Linked DNA regions of Macaca fascicularis: region 2 is linked to region 1. Evidence: chromatin contacts called from public Hi-C data. All regions are on one chromosome and are shown on one strand. Each heading gives the region's core, a stretch centred on a gene start, on an enhancer-like site or on the middle of the called end of the contact. The rest is flanking DNA. Distances are from core to core; before and after follow the strand shown.

Evidence for each region. Hi-C and Micro-C count contacts between places; a contact is called where the count stands out from the background.
Region 2: a Hi-C map of skeletal muscle shows a contact between it and region 1, with 3 times the contacts expected there. The contact joins the promoter of ZMIZ1 here to the enhancer-like site in region 1. A contact is called at or near these places in 2 of 2 Hi-C or Micro-C datasets (liver and skeletal muscle).

Annotation. Positions count from the first base shown.
Region 1 is chr9:67,335,992-67,339,478 of T2T-MFA8v1.1, forward strand. It overlaps ZMIZ1 (zinc finger MIZ-type containing 1), which reads right to left. Exons shown (of 23, transcript XM_074001699.1): 3 at 1,418-1,512. Among named protein-coding and RNA genes, the nearest start is that of ZMIZ1, 69 kb to the right of the region's middle. Within about 2 kb of position 1,915, at least 2 of the 6 cell types and tissues checked have an H3K27ac peak or open chromatin away from gene starts, as enhancers often do.
Region 2 is chr9:67,405,070-67,408,556 of T2T-MFA8v1.1, forward strand. ZMIZ1 (zinc finger MIZ-type containing 1) reads right to left here and starts at 1,919. Exons shown (of 23, transcript XM_074001699.1): 1 at 1,578-1,919.

The sequences.
Region 1 (3,487 bases), core at 665-3,164:
CCTCCTCCCCGAATGTCTGCCTGCAGAATCAGCCATGTCCTCCCACCCCCTCCCCTGTGTAGTCATGGTCACCACACAGGCTTTGAGCACTGCCTTATGGAACTCAGTCTGGCTTTGGGATCTGAGTCGGACTCCATTGCACACCACACCCTCTCAGGGCAGGGCTAGATTGGCTCCGTCTTCAAAACCCACCCCTGGGCAACAAAGTGAGACCCTGTTTCCACAAAAATTTAAAAATCAGCTGGGTATGGCGGTGCATGCCTGTGGTCCCAGCTACATCGGAGGCTGAAGTGGGAGAACTGCTTGAGCCTGGAAGGTCAAGGCTGCAGTGAATCATGTTCATGTCGCTGCGCCCCAACCTGGGTGACAGAATGAGACCCTGCCTAAAAAAACAAAAACAAAAACAAAAACCCCAACCCCTAATGCAGGCCTGGCCTGGTGTGAGACTCCATGAATATTTGATGAGTGAATCAAAGAGTAAATAGATGGGTGGATGAACAGCTGAGTGGATGGGGGGAATGGGTGGGTAAGTAGGTGGATGGAAGGATGGATGGGTGGTGGAGAGATGAATGGGTGGATGAGTGTGGATGGACAAAAAGAAAGAGGGATGGATGGAGAGATGGAGAGGTAAGTGGATGGATGACGGGTGGATGGAGGGATGGGAATCACAGGCACACAATACAGACTAGTGGTTGCTTGGCCTCAAAAGCAGAACTTCTCTTGAGAGGATGAGTACAGTATGGTCAAAGTAAAAGCACAGAAGCTGGAATGGCAAATAGGATGAAGCCAAGTTGCTGTGGCGTGGCCAGAGCTCACTGTGTGATCCCTGGCAGGCATCATTAACTTCCCTGTGCTTTGTTCTCGTGGTCTGAAAATGCAGATAATAATTCTTGCCCAGAGCTGACAGGGAGAACTTTGGAATTGTGAATGCTTCCACAAAGGAGACCACAGCCACATCCCCAGCGGAGCACATCTTCAGCCAGGTCTGCTCTGGAAAATCCTCTCTTCTCAAGCCCCACATGGCACTGTGGACCTCATGGCCTTAGAATCCCACATCCACAAGGGCTGGGACCCCTGGCTACACTCCTAGAGTTCCAACTGAGCCAGGCTGCTAAGATGGCTCAACCAAATCAGACATAACTGACTCAGAGACTCCTTGAGAACTGAGGTAAGTGTAGGACCTGAGCCCAGTGCCCCATTTTGGAGACAGACAAACTGACACCCAGAAGCCTTTTCTGGCAGTATGAGCACCACACAAGGAGTTAGGGAGAGGCCCTGCAGCCAGGCCCAGGAAAGGCAGGGAAAGCAGCTGAAAACCCTCAGCTCTGGGCCAGCCACAGCACTTCCAGGCTGCTAGAGCTTGCCCCTGGCCAGGCTTAGGTGATGGTACGGTCTGGGCATCGGGGGCTGGTGTTACCTTTCGGGGTATGGCAGCTCAGTGAAAACAGCAGCTCCTCTCCTCACACCCCTTGCAGCATTGGTCCGACACCAATGGGCCTCCTCCTCTTCCTCCTGGGTACACAGGGGGGAGATGGGACGTGTGTGAGAGCAGGCCGGTGTGCAGACAGCCCGTCCACTCCCCTCCCACCTCTGTCCCTGCCGCCGAGCTAATCTCAGTGGCCTCTTGGGTCACTTAAGCACACCCCGGGATGCCTGATTTATCAGAGTTGGCTGTGTCTTCTCCGCCCAGCCGCACTCCAACCAGCAAGCCAATTCCTCCTAGTGGGATTTTGAAAAATATATAAATATAAGTTTTGTTTCTTCCGGGACTGGGGACTTGGTGCTGTCTTTCTCTTCCTAGCAAGAAAAGCAGAACACCATCACTTTCCTGTGCGGGCCCCAGGCAGGGTGACAGGGAGAAGCTGTCGGGGGTATTTTTAGCCGGGTGTACAAAGCCCTTGCCGTGGCCTCCTCTCTGCGCCGTGCCTGGCTTCGGGGAATTATCTCACACGGCCGGCCGGCAGCCACTTCCAAAGCCACTGTGTGACCCCTGCCTGAATTCTTTCCTCATTATGAATTGCTCACCAGATCCCTGACCAACACTTGGAGCCATTTTATGTGAGTACGCACCTCCTCGGGAAAACCGGCTCACTCCCTCGCCCCTCCTACGAGGTCCAGGGCTGCCTGTTTCGCTTATAACTGGGAGAGGAGGCCCAGATGCAGAGTTTAAAGCAGGAAAGAGCCCTGGTGAGGACTTAGATTGTGCTCCCCCAACTTCAGCTCTTCCCCCACACTCTTTAGGATTCTTGGTCTGAGCTGAGATCTACCTGCATGATGACTTAATTTAATGTTCACCTTCTACTCACTTTTTTTTTTTTTTTTTTTTTTGAGACGGGTACTTTTTAGTAGAGACGGGGCTACTCAGTTTTTTTTAAGCTCCAATAAATCTGGCCTTGTCCAAAGCAATCATGCCCTTGAAATAATTGATTTGATAGGCTAGTTATATATTTCTGATACACTTTAATAAATTGTAATTAGTAAAACAAAAATATACGTCCCTTTGGGTAATACCTCATTCTAGAATCTTGCCGTAGATTACCAGAGTTACACGGGCCAAGCTTTGGCAAACTCCCTACTGTCTATCAGCCCTTATGTTGTGCAGAAGGAGAGGGAGAGGCATGGAGGAGGGGCGGGCTGGCTGGTGGAGCCCAAGAACTGGTCAGCATATCAGGCCAAGGAATGTAAGGGGTCAGAGCTATGGTGTGCTGCAGCCTTTAGTACCGTCTCTCTTTCTAGCACTGGGCGAGACCATTTTTGGCCCCACGCTTGAACTAGGCTGGGAGGATCTAGGTGGATGAGCACAAGGCATCTTGGGGATGAGGTGTCCCAAAGGAGGACCAGGCCAAGGCCCAGGGCCCAAAATGGTGTCTTTCCCAGCATTCTCTTTGGCCTCTAGTTCACTCTGCTCCTCCCATCAGGCTCCTTTTGGCTGGAGTGGGGCCACAGGGGCCAGAAGGCGAATCCCCTCTCTAGGTATAGGTAGATCTGGAAGCACAGAACATGCCCCTGAGCCCTACAACCTGTGCTCTTGGCGCTCTGACCCTGTGGGATCCTGGGGACCTTGCACTGCCTCTGGGCCTCTGCCTCCTTGTGTGTGCTTTGAGAGGAGGCTGGCAATAGTGGGCACCCAGCAGCACTGGGGCCTCACTGCTGCTCTCTGTCCTCTCCCACTCTGCCCACAGGTTGGAGACCCTGGCTGGGCCTCTGGCCTGGTGCCCGCTGCCTGCCCCTCCCACTGAGAACAGGATGTGGGTGTCAGGAGGTGAAGGAGAGTGTGGGGGTCGGGATGGGGAGTGGCCTCGGGACGGGACTTCCTGAAGCCAGATCGGTTTACCACAGTCAGTTGGGTCCAGGACCGCACAGCTGTGAGTTATAAATGTCCCTGTCAGAGCCTGGGCTGAGAGGCCCTGCTGCCAGCAGAGGCACCAGGGCCCACAATGCCCACGCTGGGAGCCCCCCCAGCCAAGGGCCCGTCCTCTCGGAGGTC
Region 2 (3,487 bases), core at 669-3,168, 69 kb after region 1:
AGGGAGGCAGGCGGGCAGGCTCAGAGCCCCAGTTACTCGGGCACTGCCTGCCCAGGAAGCTGACGGCTCCCGGGCAGGCGCAGCCGGGGCTCCGGGCACCGAAGCAGGGACCCAGCCGCCAGGCCTCTCCGGTCAGGCAAGAGTGCCAAGCACCCTTGGCCCACCTGGGAGCGACCCTCACTCTGTGACCTGCTGGAGGGACGAGGTGGGAAGGGAAGGCAGAGAAAGAAAAAGTTTGCTGCAGGTAGAGGGATAGGGCAGGGCGGCAGTGCCGACGGGCTGTCCCCCGGGGAGGGATGGGGGGCCTCGGGACGGCTGCCCTGGCGCGCTCCCGTCCGCCCGCCCTCCCGCCCGAGTTGTTTACATTCCTGGAGTGTCTTTTAAACCAGGGGCTGAGGCCGGCTCCCAGCCTTCTCCGGCGGCTCCGGGGCAGTCTCCCGTGAAAATCTGCTGGCGCACAATGGCCGGGAAGGCGGCCGCCCCTCGCCCGTGCCCCCACCGCTCCAGGGCGGGGAGCCTGCCCTCAGCACCGCGCCCTCTCCCCGCCCGGCCGGCTTCCTGGACAGATGTCCCCGGCGAGGGGGCGACGCACGCCCGCTGCCCGCGCCCTAGACGCCGAGGCCGCGCTCCCCACTGTTTTTTCCCCAGCCCAGACGCCAGGAATGTGAAGCAAGCTTCCAGAGCCCGCCTCCCCCACGACCCCGGCTCCAGCCCCGGCCCCCCAACCTCCGCCCCGGCTGGCCTCCCACTCCCCCGGGGCCACCGCCGCCGGAGACGGAGAGGAAGAAAGAACACGGGGAAATTACTTTCGTATTTGCAACGCGCGCGCACACACACACACGCACATCTTCCCCCTGGGCTCCCCTCCTGGCCGGGGCAGCCCCGTCCAGGCACTGGTCTGAGCGCCCCTCTGGCTTGCGAAGCCCTAGGAGAAACCCCTACACACACCCCGCCGCGTTCCTCGTTTGTACCGCGCGCCGCCTTTCCCCGGGCAATTCCCACACAAACAACTTAACCGCGCCCCCACCTCCCATTTACAAAAGTGTATGTTTTCCCTGGAAATTCAGACGCACAACTTAACACCACCACCCCTTGCCACCCTGAAATCCGGCGCTTTCCCCAGCGGTTCCTGTACACACACAGGCGCACAACTTCGCATCTCCCCAGAGGAGGCGAAGGAGACCAAGGCGGTCCTTCTCTTCCCTCCTCCGATACCCGGTCCTGCCCGGCCCCCGGGTGCAGGGAGCGAGGGCTGGAGGCGCGCCGGCAGGAGGCGGGCACCGGGTCCGCGCGCGCACGACCACACTTACGCCCCGCACACCCTGACAAACCCAGCCCCCGCGCGCAGCCCCAGCCGGCTCCACGCAGCCGGGAGCTTGCCGGCCGCTGGGCCTCCGCCCCCGGCCACCAAGGGGAGCGGAGCGGAGCCCGCGCCGCCGGCCGGTCGCCCCGCCCCGGGGGACCCTTTAAGGGAAAAGCCCCAGCACCCAACACCCCACGCTTGCACCCCGAGAGTCCCCGGGGAGCGGGAGGTAGCCCCGGAGCCAGCGGGCGCCTGGCTTTGGCCCCAAACTTACCGGGCGCTGCGAGCGCCGCTGCCGCCGCTGGAGGACGCGCCGCCGCCACCGCCGGGTAGGGCAGGCTCGGGCCGGGAGAAGCGCAGCGAGGGCGCCGAGATCCGCTCGGCTCCGGCTCCTGCTCCGCGCCGGCTGGGGCTGGGGTCACCGCGCTGCGCCGGCGTTGCTCGCTCGCTCAGCCGCCGGATCGCTGCTCGCCCGCCTGCCGCCCGGCCGCCAGCTCTCCCCGGCGCCCGCCGCCGCCGCTCGCTTTTTTAATGTCCACAGACAGTGAAAAGGAACTCGGCGTTAGGGGGTGAGTAAGTGAATCAACTCGCCCGGAGCCGAGCAAGTTGAAGTGTCAGATTACATTGGCTATTCTATTTCCAAAGGGCCCCGCGCCGCCGGCCGCCCACAAAAGCCGGTGCGGAGTCAGGGCGGAGCGGAGCGCCGCGCCGCCGCCGGCGCTCGGCTCGACTCTGCTCCGCTCGGCTTGGCTCGCGCTTTGCGCTGGCTTTCCCCTTTCCTTTTCGCCTCTCCTCGTTCTCTCCTTCGCCTTTCCTTTCCCTTCCCTTCCTCTCTTTCTTCCCCGCTCCTCGGTCTCGGCGCTTTCCCAGCTTTTCTCCTCCAGGCTCCTCGTTCCCCGCTACGCCGCCAGTCCTCTCACCTCCTTCCTTACCCTACTCCCTCCGCTACTCCCTGACGCCCCCTGCAGCCCCCAGCCCCCCTGCAGGCCTCAGCCCCAGTAAGTTTGGAGAGGGAGAGAAATGCTGAGCCGAGGTAGAGACCACCTTGGGGAGGAAGCCAAAATCACTCTGCTCACCCGAGAGCCCCTGCCCCACGCTGGCACGCCCCAGCCTGGAGTGCACTCGTGGCCCCGGGAGCTGTCAGGTACCCTAATTGGGGTTGAGCGAGTTGCTAACTGGATCTCCAAAGCCTTCCCCTGGAGGAGATTTTGTAATTGTTCCTACAGCCCGGGGACTGGTGGGTGGGGCGGGAAGAGGACCACCACCAGGACTTTGGGGGATACTAGAGGGCGGTCCCTCGACAGCTGTCGGGGAGCGAGGATGGTTGCGCACAGTTGATCCGCGGCACCTAGCACAGTCCAGAGGCGCGTGGATTCCCCTAGGCCCGGCGCGGAGCGCCCGGGGCGCTGTGCGCGCGGGTTACGTGGGAGCTGCTAGGCTAGGTCCCGGCCCTCTGCCCCAGACTGGGCACCGCCAGAGGTAGCGGAGAGCTAAGGTACTCACGAGGCGCAGTTGGGTGCACCCACTCGCGGGAGTTCCCCTAGCCGACCCACCCCCGAGAGCATCCAAGTACGCGCCCACTTTGGCTCACGTCCACTGCCACTCTCACGGAAACTCCTACACGAACGGCACACACGTTCGCTCCCTCAGCATTGCAAACACGCTCCCCCCCAAACCACAAACGCGCCCCCACACAGTCGCTTACTTTCCCTCACTAAGATGCCCGCTTACACGGCCACAGCAGGCACGCTCAGAGACACGCAGTTGCACACTTACACCCATCGCTGTACACACCACATACACTCAAAAAACAAAACACGAAACGTTCCCCTGGGCGCTAAATCCTCACGTTCACGTACACACACACACACGCCTTCCTCTCCCACTTCCTCTTCCATATCCCTTCCTCAAGGCCCCCCACCCCTGATTTTCGGTACCCTCAGTCCCAATCATAATTGGCGCCCGCGTTGCCCCCTTTGGACACACACACGCGCGCACGCACGCGTTCCCCTCCCCGGCAGGCGGGGGCGGCTTCGGCCGGGAGCCCGCGGAGCCCGCTTCGGATTCCAGGTGTGGCGGTAACTCCGCGCTCCACGTTTTGCAGGCTGCCGCCGTGTCGGAGGCGAGGCAAGGAAGGGAGCTGGAATAACAAAGGCAAGTTGGGGAGAGCGCAAGGGGGCGCAG